2 separate regions of the Callithrix jacchus genome follow, and region 2 is linked to region 1. The links are chromatin contacts, called in public Hi-C maps. All regions are on one chromosome and are shown on one strand. The core of a region is the stretch at or near the end of the contact, and the rest is flanking DNA. Distances in the headings are between cores, read along the strand shown.

Evidence for each region. Hi-C and Micro-C count contacts between places; a contact is called where the count stands out from the background.
Region 2: a contact with region 1 is called in a Hi-C map of skeletal muscle, with 4 times the contacts expected there. The contact joins the promoter of GHR here to the enhancer-like site in region 1. A contact is called at or near these places in 2 of 3 Hi-C or Micro-C datasets (both in skeletal muscle).

The regions. Positions count from the first base shown.
Region 1 is chr2:163,011,841-163,019,071 of calJac240_pri, reverse strand. All of the region lies in intron 2 of GHR (growth hormone receptor), which reads left to right. Among named protein-coding and RNA genes, the nearest start is that of GHR, 160 kb to the left of the region's middle. Within about 2 kb of position 4,016, at least 2 of the 16 cell types and tissues checked have an H3K27ac peak or open chromatin away from gene starts, as enhancers often do. A contact at or near this core is called in skeletal muscle, where this site is marked.
Region 2 is chr2:163,168,470-163,175,700 of calJac240_pri, reverse strand. It overlaps GHR (growth hormone receptor), which reads left to right and starts at 2,799. Exons shown (of 11, transcript XM_035291616.3): 1 at 2,799-3,028.

The sequences.
Region 1 (7,231 bases), core at 2,767-5,266:
CTCACAGAACATATGATTACAATAGTTTTCAGAAAGCAAGTTGCTAAATGAGGATTTCTCAACCTTGGCACTATTGAGATTTTAGGTTAGATCATTGTTCTATGGTGGGAGGTGCATGTTTATCAGCATTTGTGACCTCATACACACTGGATACCAATAACCCCCCTTCTCAGTTGCAACAACCAAAACAACAGACATTGATAAGTGTCCTCTGGAGATCAAAATGTTTCCTGTTTGAGAACCACAAGTCTAGATCGGGTAGTTACATATTGAATTGACAGTCCCAGGATTGTTGTGGGGATCAAATTAGGTAAAACTTGTTTTTTAAAAAGTAAAACAAATATATATATATATAGTTACATTACACCTCTTCTTTTCATTATTTGAGCCAGATGATGGAGACCCATAAATAAATGAACCTTCAGAGGCTCAAAGGTTTGCCAGGTAAACAAACAAAGAGGTTAGAAGAAAAAAAGAGATGATGTCAGATGTGCCTTAATAAATGTGTGTCTGTAACGTTTTGTTATGGGAACCCCAAGAAAGGAAAGGCTGCCTCTGAATGAAATCATAGAAAACCAACAGGACCATACAGCTGAAGCTCTATAATAGGAATTACCAGTTAACTAATTGTAACTAATACCCTTTTATACAATGTCATATGTCCATGTAGTTTTTAAATCTAGAAGTAGTTAAGCTTCATGCTTATCATTTCTCAGAGAGACTACTGAAGTGGTATCAAATCTGAATGAGCAAGAATTGAAGTTGTCACAGACAGCTATTAATTCCCCTGTCTTTTTCATACCGGCTCCAATGATAGCACAATCAAACAAAAAAAAATTAAAACAAAAGCAAAATTTCATCTTAGATTTCCCTAAGTACAGCAATAAATGTCAGAGACATTAGGGGATAATAATATGTCAAGGCAGAAATTCAGTCCTCCATATGTTCTTCAAGTGGAAGTATTAGGTCTGTTTTAGTTCTGTTGATTCTAAAAGAAACATTCAGACTATCAAGAAAACCTGTTTTAACTCTAAATTTGACACTGTATTCAGATAGATAGATAGATAGATAGATAGATAGATAGATGGATAGATAGATAGATAGATAGATAGATAAGATAAGATAGAGAGAGAGAGAGAATTGTTCCAGGGTATTCTACATTAAATATTCATTAACAAGAAAATTCCACATAAAAGCTGGCATGCTTGACGGAGCCATATTTACATGAAAGGTTGCAGCGTTTTCTTCTTTAAACCTCCTCTGCAATTTGATCAATTCCATGTTCCAGGGAGTACTCAGAAGTTGAGTAGGACATGAGTTGTTAGCTTTAGCGTGTGCTGCACTAATGGTTATGAGTCACATTTGTTTTGGAAGATCACCCTTAAAGCCCGTCACTCATGCTTGTTTATGGGAAATGCAACAACTTAAACATCAGTTAACAAATCCCCATGAATGCATGGTCACATTTGAGTGCTTCTAACAAATGCTTCCTTTCATTTCTCCCTCAACAACCATGAGAATTAAAGGCTCGTGGAGCAAACTGGGAGACATCTATGGAACATTTATTAAAGAAAGCATAGGAGAGTGTGATAACTGCAAAGCCGGCTGTTTATATTAATATAATTGGCATGAGATTAAATTTCATCAGTCTTAAAACCTGCTTTTTACCACCAGAGAAATCAATCTGCAGTATTTAAGGTTACATTACTGAGGAACATTCCGCATACTGAACTGTCACATGCCTTTAAAATAACCATGCCATACTGTTTTTTAAAAATCATTACAAGTGAAACAAACAGCTGACAGGTGGATCTATTGGTATATTCAAGTTTTTCCTGTGAAAGTTTCCCCTACTTTATTTGTAATCGCAACTTGATTATGAGAAACAAATATATCATTTATAGGCAGAAGTATGTGTCAGTAGCCTTGATTTGGCAGTTCACTGTGAAATCCCCATTATGATTCAGAGGACATATTTATGTCTTATCTCTAGGTTGATCTGGTTGCCTTCAGCTTTCCTCACTTGAAAAAACTATAGTTAAAAAACTATTAAGTTTATAAGTCAAAATTAATTAATGCAGCAAATATTTATTGAGGACCTATTATTTACAGGGTACTATTCCAGGTGCTTGGAATGCCTTAATGAATAAAAGAGATAAAAACCCCCACAGTAATACTGCTTTCTTTAGTGAGATATGTGTGTGTTTCCGGGCTGGAGGACATGCATGTGAGGCTGACAATAGGCTCTAAAAATAATAAATTATCTAGTAGTTTATAAGATGGAAAGGGCTGTGGAATACTGCCCATTTGTTCCTCATCTGAGTATACCCAAAAGTTGATCTTGAATATTTTATACAAATCTCCTAGGTTCTAAATGTTAGAAACCAATTAAAATAATTTGAAGCTAAACTAAATATCTTTTTGGTCTCTCTGGCTAGAAGCCTCAGGACCAGCCCTCACTGTTTACTGATGAGGAAGCTGAGGCCCAGAGAATTAGATGATGTAGCCAAGATTTCAATGATGTAGCCAAGATTTCAAGTAGTTACTTGCAGAGGTAGGACCAAGACACACAAACTCCTTCTCTGGTGTGCTTTTCTCAATAGGTTAGCATTTAACTGCAAGTGGTTTAGTTGATATAATTTATTTGAAAATCTGTTTCAAACATGACAAAATAGGAAATGCCTGCTTATTCTTCACTGAAGAGCAGTCATCAGCAGAAAGAAGATTTTGAAGTTTATGAATTAGGTTCAGACGAGACCCTTATGAAATCACTGTCCTCTCTCCAGTGACAGAAGTATGCCCACTGACTCCTCACCCATCCTCATTCATCTTTCATATTCCTCGAAAATTACCACTATTTTTCCTTCTGCTTCCTGAAGCACCAGCAGAAAAGATGAAAGATTGGTCTCTTGACTGCCATCACAAATCTCTTTCTAATTCTTGCCTCCGTTCTTATTCTGCACAAAACTTGGACTTGGCCATTATTCTTAGAGGTCCACTAAATTACTTGATTAAAAGATGGCTTGGAAGTCCAGAGTAAGAACAGAATTGAAAAGGCACTGCACATTATGATGGAGAGGAATAAACTCCAGTCAAAAACCATGGCTTCTGGACTCACCACCCTAAGGCTGCCTTGCTGGAACTTGGTTTTCCTATTGTCAGTGGGGTTTTAGAATCTTCCTACTTGCAAGCTTGTTGTGAGGATTAAAAGGTTAAAAGAGATTGTATCTGCTATGGATTTGTGAAAAGTGTAAGTTGCAGTCCACACTACAGTAATTGTAGTTATCTCTACCCTTTCTTTCTCTAAAGACAGGTTGCTAGCAGAATAGCCAAGTTTACCACTATTTTGAGGGTTGCATTAAGCATATATTATCTTAGTCAAGTTGGTCTTCTGAAAGTTGGAAGGGACCTCAAAGATCCTGTGTTAGAACAACTGTGGCTATTTCTTAGAATAAGCTGAGATTTTTCTGAAAAATACAAATTCTGAAACCTCATACCTAGAATTCTGATGTGGAAGATCTGGAATTGATGGCAGTAGTGGCCCATCTGGAGCCACTGCTGCAAAGACATTGGCTGTAGTGGGGGTAGCACAACTGGGGCTGTGCCCTCCACAGAGCCGGCAGGAGCCAAGAACAGGCAGGAAGCCTGCCCCCTTCTGAGTTGGCAGGGCTGGAGCCCAGTGCTCTGCAGGCACAGTAGTAGCCACGCAGCTGCAGCTCCAGACCTGGGCATCCCTACACTCTTGGAGACCCAGGAAGCACCCCCTGCTCCTGCAGGCTCAGAAGTGCCTGGGCTCACTCCCTGGCCTCTTTCTCCACCCACACCCAGCCCCAGCTCCACAGCAAGGCAAAGTTGTGGCCAAGCCTGGGTGCTGTCACAACCTGGTCAGGTGTGCATGCACTTGGGCAGTGCTGATACACCAGCCCCCTGCCAGCTTGGCACTATCTGTGGACTTTGAACACCAACCAGCATGAGAGGGAGACTGAGGGGGCACTGAGGGTGCTTCAGCACAGGCCTGCTGGTGCCCCTTGGCATGAACAGGCTGGGTGCTGTGAATGACATGTAGATGGCAGCAGGAGACAGACAGGCTCCTAGGTGGAAAAGGGCCAGTTCCCAGTGAAGCTTCATCTTCAAGCCAGGGATGGCCAGAAGCCTGGTGGCCAAGCTATCAGTTCTAGGTGGAGTGCTTGGCCTGGAGTGAGAACTTATGGTGCTTTTTCCAGGCCCGCACATAGCCACCCATGGACCAATAAGCACACACTTCCTCCTTTCTGATCTCATAGAAACCCTGGACTTAGCCAGAGTTGCTCAATAAAGTACTTTGCCTTGCTCACCTTCCAGTTGTCTGCATACCTCATTCTTCCTGGACTTGGGACATCAGGACCCACTTAATAGCAGGACTGAAAAAGCTATAACACGAACAGGGCTGAGACATGCCTTCCCTGCTTACCACATTGTGGGTGACAAGGAGAGAAGAACTGCAGCCCTTTGGGGAGCCCAGACCTGTGTGACACCTCTTTGGGGCTCTGAGGTTTCTGGCTTTTCCAGACTCCCAGTCATCACCACATTCCCCTCATCCAGATGCAATTCTCCACAATGGAAGCCACTTGTGGTGCATCAGATCCAGCCACAGATTTGCACGAAGCTGGTGCCTGTGCTGGTGCCTGGAGCTTCTTACCCCACCATGGCAGCTGGTGTACCTGGCTGTGCAGAGTGGCTGGACCCCATGCTTACCCACTCACACATCCCTCATTGCTCCACAACTGGCTTGCCCTTGGCAGGTGTGTGGTGCAGTCCAGTAGCACGAGCCAAGTATAGCCTGCCAGGCCAGGTTGGCAGAACAAGCCCAGTGGGCCAGAGCAAACCTTGGGCAAAGGTGCCACTGGCCACAGAAAGGAAACACAAAGGTTTCTGGTTGGAAAAGTGACACCCAAGGAATCCTGCAACAGAATGATCCTCTGGAGTTTTTTTGTGTGTTAGGCTTGGTTGTTTGACAAAAACTCCAAACATGAGTCTGAAGTTTGGGAAGCCTTTCTTCAGCTTTCTACTCTCCTCTCCCATTTCTGTCTTCACTTAGAAATGGAAACCCACAAATTACTCAAGATCTCACCTTTTCCATTCAGTCCACCAGGCCCGTGCTACCCCATTACTTTGCACTCCACCTTGACAATTGCTATTGCCAAGCATTATCATTCATCTATTTTGACATCCTCTCCTTTCCACCTGCTGCCCTCTAGTGGAAGTGCTGACAAGCAGCAAAACATGTAACCAGGAACAGTAGGGAAGTGCCCACTTTGAGAAGGCTGGTTCACACTTGTCAGAGTGAGGTCCCCAGCATGACTGACCACAGCTATGCCGGAAATCATTAGGATGGCCTCAAGCTGTTTGGATGCTATTTGCACACAAGTTACATTTACAGCAGAACTTTGTAAAGACCCTGGCATTTATTAGGGACTTTTAAAATGTTTCAAAAATCTACCTGGAAAAGATTACCCTTGGGATATTTTTGTTTCTTTGTCTCTCATTTTCTTCTTTTGTCATTTACCCAAATTCTACTTCTTGCAAAAGAATGTGGTTCTTTCCTGCCTCCCCTCACCTTTGGATTTTCCAAATCATGCAAAAAATAAAGATATGTATGTTTTAATTCTTACAGTTTAGAAGCTTCCAGTCACCACAGAATTCACATGGACCGAACATTGACAATGTAAAGGACACTGTGTTCTCCTAGCATTCCTCCACATCTCTTTGAGGTCTGTTAGTAGTCTTCTTTTTTCCAGGAGGCACTGAAGTTGGGAGTTTAAGAAGATTGTAGTATGTCACAAAACAAGTGGAAAAGCTAGCACTAGAACTCAGGTCTGGCTGATGGAAAACTCTTATATATTTTTAAAATGTGCTTGTTTTGTGTTTAGTGATGATTTAGTCTTCTTGAAGTAATAAATAATAACTTCTATGGTAAATGTTATTAAGGCTCATGGTACTATATAGCAAAAATCATTCAGCTTTTTAAAAATAAATGTTTTATAATCAGTGTGTCTCTACATAATCTCCAATTATTCCTTTTGGCAGAAGAACATGGTAGGAATGGGGGTAAGTTTGGGTAGGAGGAAAGGACAGCAAAAGCCACACCACTGATGCAAAGTTGAGACTAGATTTCATAGGGCAGATGCCATATATTCCCTCAAGCTTTGAAGAAACTAAATATTTATCTATGTTAACCAGCAGTGCAGAACTCATACTCCAAATACTGATATAAACTATGTGTTTTGTGTGTGTGTGTGTGTGTGTGTGTGTGTGTCTTTCCCCCATAGGATTCTGCACAATTATTAACACTTTTGGTGTAGTGGTTTTTCATAGTTTTATCCTTGATTGTTAATATCACAGTAAGTGATTTGTTATGAATATATTTTTTCCTTAATTGTCATAAACTGTAAAATTTCATTTGACTTTTTTTAGTATTGCATATTATTATTGTCATTAGAATACTTATATAGATTATTCAACTTCTTAACTAGAATGTACACACACACAAACACACACACACACACATCCATGCACATAACTGCCTTCTTTTTATTTGATGGGAGAAAATATAGTTCTATATAGTAAGAGAATTTGATTTGCGCCTCAGACATATCCTTTATTCTACACACAACTGGTGAAGTGTGGAAAGAATAATACTTGGGATCTGGATTCCAGTTCCCTGTCCTCTGACCATTTAAAAACATTTAATCCCTCAACCTTGAGGGATCCTTTCAGCTGTATGAGCCAAACCTTGATTTGTGCAATAGTTGAAGCCCCTGAATAGTCAGATGAAAAAACATGTTAATTAAAATTAAATAGCCATTGGTTGGATCTGGTTTTCCACTGGTTTGCATGAATGATCCTTTGCCTTCCTTTGTGATAGGTACTCAGCTCAGAGGATTCCTTCAACTGGATTTTCTTTCTTGTAGTTTTTCTGATTCGTAAATAATCTATAAACAAACACTAAACTGTTAACAGGTAAAGGAACCCTCGATTGAGCCTTTTATAAAGCAAATAGTCCTGTGTAAAAAATGACATCTTATTTTACGTTTGTGAGTTTTAGGGTGTAGGTCATGTCTGACTAGATAGCTAAAGGCTGAGCTCCAAGCAGCTAGCTGCTATCCAATCTCCACACCTGGAATGTTCCAAAAAAAACCTCCTGTGTTTTCTTTTTGCAGCTAAGCACTGATGAGCAGGATTTCAGAAGTAC
Region 2 (7,231 bases), core at 1,550-4,049, 160 kb before region 1:
CAGAGGTCTGTTAGACATTCAAATGGAGATAGCCAGTTGTTAGTGTGGAGCTCTGTGGACAGCTCTGGGTTTGAGATATAAATCAAGGAGATATAAAATTTCATTCAATTTGATTATTTATTGGGCAGTCTACAAACTCTATAAATTCTAAGTACTAACCTAGACATCGCAGGTATAGATATTAAGAATATATAGTTTCTCCCTCAGAAATTTCATGATTAGCAGGAAAGCAGACATATCAACAAAAAGTGCAATATTTAATACCAGAAGATATAAAGGTCTATAAAGGTGCTGATAAAGGGAGAATTAACTTATAAATCCCACCCTGTGGAATAGTCAGGAAGAGCTTCAGAGAGAAAGTAAACAATTGATTGGAACTTTAAGGTTAAGAAGGATTTCTCTGGGTGGACACAGTAGGATCTTCCAAGCAGAATGGAAACCATGGCAAATGCAGTTTCACTCTTCAGAAGGTAAATGTGCTCTGGCATACCTTAACTTATAACAAATTAATAGGCTCAATACCTGGTACATTTTCTCAAACAATTAGGAATATATAAAGAGCCATATACTACTATAGACCTATACCTGGTCATATATGAGATTGAGGGACCTTTATTCATGGGGCTTAAGAATAAAGGCTGACCTTCATGTCAGTTGCAGGTTTATATCTAGTTCCATAATATTAACCAAGGTGTCTTTTCCTATGTTTTCTGTGCATGATGATGTTTTAAAAATCAAAGACAGAGCAGAAGCCAGAGCAGTCTAGTTTCATGGCACACAGAGTGGAGGCTACACCTGAACCCAAATTTAAAAAATAGTAATAAAAAGATGTCAGTTCTTTTTTTTTTTTAAGTATGGCCCTGAGCTCATCTCAGAGTATAGACAATAGAATTTTGAATATCTTTAATGAGTCCATCTGGCACTTCCTAAACTAGATCAAGATTCTCTAGCTCAGGGAAGAAGGACAAAGGATGAGAAGGCACAGAGAGGATAAAAACATAGAGGTTGGTAGTGCCAGGCTCTGAAGAAGGTCCAACTTGGAAGGTCATTTCAGACAAAAGTGGAGTCAGCATTTGAGGTCTGCCTGGACTTTACTCCTGCCAGGACTGCCCTGTCAGCCAGCTTGGCAGGCATGGACCACCCAGCAGGAGTTTTTCTTGACTTTGCCTTAATCTTTTACTTTCCCAAGTTTCTCTATGTGGATATCTCCCCTTTTTAAAAGCTCCAGACACAGCCAATCATCACTACTGCTTCAACAAAGTATGAAACCCCAGAAATCAATGTGTTGGGGAAGAGTCTTAGGGGGGAAAAAGCCTCCTTATTCTTAAACGGGATAGAACAAGAGCACTTCAAGATCAATACCATCCTATCCCATGATAAAACATGTACCTTTTAGAATCTTTTCTTCTTTGTTCATTCTAGGTGTCTGTCTGGAACAGCTGGGGTATTTGAGCCACAGCTGAGCTTCTGAAAGCATTCTAAGGAAAGTTTTTCACTTATTTGATTTCTTTGAAAACAGGGTTGTCTTATGTGATATCTGCTATCCCAGAGTCTTTGGTTCTCTGTTCCTTCTTAAGTCTTGGCCCCCAGGTACTACTTCAGTGCCCTATAGATATGTTAGTCTAAAGATAAGAAACTTGGTTACTTTAAGTTGTTGTTTAAACATTTCTCTCTGGGTATAAACTTGGCTTTGTGTCTGGAAGCTCTGTTAAAAAAAAAAGAAAAAAGAAAAGCTTTAGTAAACCAAAGCTGTTAGAAGCATATAGGTAAGTGACATTACAATTGACAGTAAATTGTGCAAAGATCGCTTGACTAGCTATGCTTTCAGATCTGAGACAATCCGGAGCTGGACTTCTGTACTCTGCTCAGAAAAGCATGTAGTGACTCGGGGTTTGATGCTGTACAAAAATGACATACTTATGCACAACTTTAACTTTCTGCCGCACTTTTACAACTTCTTGTCTTGCTTTATTTTCCTAAGAGTGGGATGAAGTAGGCAGGGCTTGCATTTGACAGATGCACTATGTCTGGGCTGCGGCAGAGTTAAAATACTTTCCCTGGAAGTTCCCTCAGGAACTTCAGGTTGCGGCCTGTGTCTGCTCTTCCTTCATCCCTGTCCTCTGGCAGATACCTCTCTGCTAACTTGTTGCGTGTCTTGGTAAATTACTTAATCTGTCTTCTAACCTCGACAATAAAGCCCTTCGTAGTTTTAACTATCTTTTCACTGTGCCCCAGTGAGCGGAAGCTTGGAACTTGATTGCCGATGGAGAGGCAATATTTGGATGGCTAAACACGGTTTCCAAGCTACCAGGCTGATCTTCCTCCCATTCCTGGAGATACTAACCTTTTTAAGTGTTAGTATCTAAGCGTTTCTTTGAGTCTATGGACTGTACTTAACGCTCCTGTAGGTCCTGCCTTCATTTGGGAATCCGGGCAGGCAGAGAGGAAGGAAGTGTATTGCAACTACCAATATTTTCCTCTAGGAGGAGCCGCGCAGCCCAGATGAGAGTGACACGCACCAACTCCAGCTCCTCTCGGGGAAGACTTCATCCCAGCTCCCTGGAATGCTTGGCCCCGGCAGCACTCGCCCTTTCCGCAGTGGTTCTCGAACTGGCCTCCCTGAACGTCCGCGTCCCCTCGCTTCTGCAGCCTGGATCTGGGGGAAGGCAGGCCAGGCCCGGCGTGACCCCTGGTGAACGGTAGCCGCCTTTTTCCACCCCTGCACTCCCATCCTCCCTTCCCGTTTCACCCCGCCCCCTCTCTCCTCCCCAAGCCTGACAGCCCGCGAGCTGCCAAGCAGGGCGCAGCCATGGGAAGAGGAGGAGGTCTAGGGAGCGGCGGCGGCGGCGGCGGCAGCGGCAGCGGCGGCTGCTACGGTGGCGGTGGCGGCGGCGGCTGCTGCTGAGCCCGGGCGGCGGCGGGGACCCCGGGCAGGGGCCACGCGGGCTGGAGGCCCCGGCACCATCGGCCCCAGCGGCCCCATCGCAGACGCGAACCCGCGCTCTCTCTCCAGAGGCAAAGCTCGGAGGTACTGGAGTGTGGCTGCGGGAGTCGGGCTTTTATTTTCCTCCTGTTGTGTCAGGGGGCCTGAGAGTGAACCCTGAGACTCTAGCTGTTTATGAAAATGGGAGACTCTGTCTGATATATTTACACGGATAATTTTTAATTCCGGATGACTTGGGGGTTGACTGTGCTCGCCTCCTCCTTGCGAAAAAGCTGTTTTCTGCTGGTGGGTTGTGGTAACCCAATCTTGTGTGTGTGTGTGTGTCTGGAAGTTGGTGGGGGCGGCAGGGAGTTGCGGGCGACAGACCAACCATCCCACTCTGGCGCCTGCTTCGGCCCGTGAGTAGGGTGCGTAGAGGGGTTTCCTCCGGAGACAGTTTTGTTAAAGTCATAGAAGTTTTGCGAGAGTGTTTCTGTTTGCCATCATCAGCCTGGCTGAGGCAGAAACTGCCGAGGCTGCTGCTGCTGCGCGGGGAAGGATCCCGGGCAGCGCGACTGGAGAGACTCGGGAGGTCTGGTTGCGCGTGTGGACACAGCGCTCAGAGCGCGCAGCCTTTTGCGCGTTTATGCGGGCTGCAGCCGCGCATTGGCACGGTTGGAGCTGGGGTCAGTAGAGTCACGGCCACCAGTCCGCATGAACTGAGGTAAGTGGAAATTGTGGCGAGCCGACCTCCTCCAGCCTCTGACACACTCGCGGTTGTAAAATCAACCAAGTTCAAAGTTTTGACAGAACTGCCAGAGGCTGCGGGTCAGTGGGGTGGCCGCGTGTCTAGGGAGAGGGTGCTGGCGGCGCAGAGGGTGCAGGGCAGCGTCACCCACTTGCGAGTGCGTGAGGAAGTCTATTTGGGGTGAGTGCTTTATATATAGCTCGGGGAAATATCTGCTGGGATCAAGCTGCGTGGGTTCGCGGTCTGGTGTGGACTGTGTGTCCTGAATGAGTGTACGTGTTCGCTGTGTGTGCGCGCGCGAGTGTGCGTCCGGGGAGGCGTGTTGGCGCCTGAGCCAGTAGGGTGTGCAGGGTGGAAGAGGCCACAGAGGTGCCGCCTGCCTGTTTGTGCCGCCAGGAGACCTTGGAAGGGACAGAGAAAGGTAACGGGAGGCCAAAGGATTGGGAAGTCCTAGTAGTTTCTGCATAGGATTAAGTACTAAGTGCTTTAAAATAACTAAATGCATTGGGCCGACGGCTGGAAGTGAGGGTTTGGATAGTTCTCAGGAGAACTGCCTGGGAGAGTTTGCGGGGAGGGGGAGGGGACGAGGGGGGGAGGGAGGGTGTCTAAGAGATGTGTAATATGTATGAGTACAGAACTTCGGAGACAGAGACAGGTTGGATCCGTGAGTTTGAGATTTTTCAGGGTGCTGCTGTCCACATTCCAGGGACTGGCTGGTTTCAGAGGTGTTCAGGCTCCCTGGTGTGTGTACCTAAGAAGACACTCGGTTTTTCTTGCAGACATGGAATATTGTGGCAGCCCAGGCTCTGTTTCCTGAGCAACTGGTGTTCCAGGCTAGGTTCCACCTGCATCACCCTGGAAGTCCTTTTTTCTGGTGATAAATGTTGAAACAATTCCAGAAATTAAAATGCTGGATAGAAACAAAACTGCTGCAGCAGACAGTATTGTTGGTTCCATTTATTCAGTGATTCGGAACTCTTCTTTTGAGAAAAGCAAAGCTCATTGTTCCCAGATTAAATTTCAAAGGGTCTCCAGTTATTTACAGTTTCCCTTCAGAGGGCCTTTGGATGGGGCTGGAAGGATGTATTTTGGCTTAGAGACCTTTGAAAAATATTATGTGTAGCTTAAAGGGTTGTCCCATCGCTCGTCATCTTCTTCCACCCTTATAAACTTTATTTTGCATTAATTTAAGGAAAGTTGGTGAGTCAACATTTAGCTTTATTTTTATTGGAGTAAATATATCACAGTGAAATTATAGTTGTGGTCTCCTGAAGGCCATGGAATGCCAGCACTTACTTAATGGGCAAAGGTGTAAAATGAAAGTCTATAAATGCAATGACAAAGTGATGACACAAGTGCATTCTTTTTTCAAACTGAGTATAACTGTGCTCACAAATATTTGTTCTAGCCAGGGTTTGGGCCCATGTTTTTTATTATTAGTTTTTAAAAAACAGACTCCACATCATAAACCACTTAAAATGGATACTACAAGCCTCCTCTATGCTATCTCTGGCGCCTGCTTAAACAGATGTTTACAGTGCTTGGTAACCTATGGTATTGTCATGTTGAGTATCTTGTTAGCTCAGGACATAATGTTTATAGCATAATATAATAAATGGAACCACCGTTGCAGCCTGCTTCTTCCAAGTGCATGAAGCAAATCTTTCAGCATGGAAACCAGTCTTACTGTTGGTCCAACTTGGCTAGCCTTTTTTGACTACTAGTAAGCATTGTTAATGTAAAGATAAACGTGAATGATGCAGTGAGAAAGTGGGACAGTAAATTGTTTAGCTTAGTAAAAAAAGCATGGGTTATGCTTTTTAAATCTGCTAACCTGAAGATTATACTTCTCAGGTCATACCACTGGTAAATTGTACAACTATGGGAACTTGGTTTGCTTTTAAAGAACAATTTTTTAAAAACATATCACTAATAAAAATAACTTACATTTCTTAATGTGTTTACATATGTCCATACAAGCCAATACTTTTTCTTCTTTAAAACAAAAACCCTATAATTTCTGTAGTAATGATTTAAATATTATGAGCATTCAAATCACCTAATCACCTTTTCAATCTTCAGTTGATACGAATCGAAGTTTGGTAAGACTGGAGTCATCCCTCAGCCAATCATGTAAACAAGACGGTACAGAATGTCTTTCTGGCAAGTTATTTTTTTCAACCTGGAACAAATAATGTAAATAATATGTCCCATAAAATAATTACTTAGGATGATAATCTCTTTAGAGGTAATTATCTGGCACATGAACCTCCATCTGTGAAAATGGGCCAGTCTATCTCTTCTTGGAAATAGTCAACTGGAAATCTCCCTTTTTCATCAGCCAGTCCATTCTAGGAGAGATTCATTTGTAGAAAGTTCTGCCTTATACTGGATCAACATTTTCTTCCATCCTCTTGCCTATCCTTCAGGAGCTGACCACAATTAATCTAATCTCTCTTCCCTTTGTTTACCATACTTGAAAACAAACATTATGCTCCTTGCTGAATCCTCTTTTGCATACTCTTCCAGTGATTTCTCACCCACTGTAGGGTTAAACCCTCCTCTGCCTTGAATCATATGCCCTTGATTCTACATTCTCATTGTATTAGTCTGGTCTCATGCTGCTAATAAAGACATACGCGAGACTGTGTCATTTATAAAGAAAAAGAGGTTTAATGGACTCACAGTTCCACATGGCTGGGGAGGCCTCATAGTCATGGTGGAAGGTGAAGGAGGAGCAAAGGCATGTCTTAAGTGGCAGCAAGCAAGAAAGTGTGTGCCCGGGAACTGTCTTTTGTAGAACCATCAGATCTCCTGAGACTTAATCACTATCATGAGAACAATATGGGAAAAACTCACCCCCTGATTCAATTAACTCCTACTGGGTCTCTCCCACCACATGTGGGGATTATGGGAGCTAAAATTGAAGATGACATTTGGGTGGAGACAGAGCCAAACCATATCATTTCACCACAAGCCCCTCCCAAATCTCATGCCCTAGCATTTCAAAACCACTCATGCCTTCCCAACAGTTTCCCAAAGTCTTAACTCATTTCAGCACTAACTCAAAAGTCCACGGTCCAAAGTCTCACCTGAGACAAGGCAAGTCTCTTCTGCCTATGAGCCTATAAAATCAAAAGCAAGTTAGTTACTTTCTAGAAACAATGGAGGTACAGGCACTGTGCAAATATGCCCATTCCTAATGGGAGAAATTGGCCAAAACAAAGGGGCTACAGGTGTAAGTCCAAAGTCCATTAGAGCAATCATTAAATCTTAAAGTTCCAGAATGATCTTCTTTGACTTCATGTCTCATATCCAGTTCACACTGATGCAAAAGGTGGGCTCCCATGACCTTGCACAGCTCCATACTGTGGCTTTGCAGGGTACAGCCCCCCTCCTGGCTATTTATATGGCTGTCATTAACTGTGGCTTTTCCAGGCACATGGTTCTAGCTGTCAGTGGATCTACCATTCTGTGGGCTGCGGGATGGTGGCCCTCTTCTCACAGCTCTACTAGGCAGTGACCCAGTGGGGACTCTGCATGGCAGATCCAACCCCACA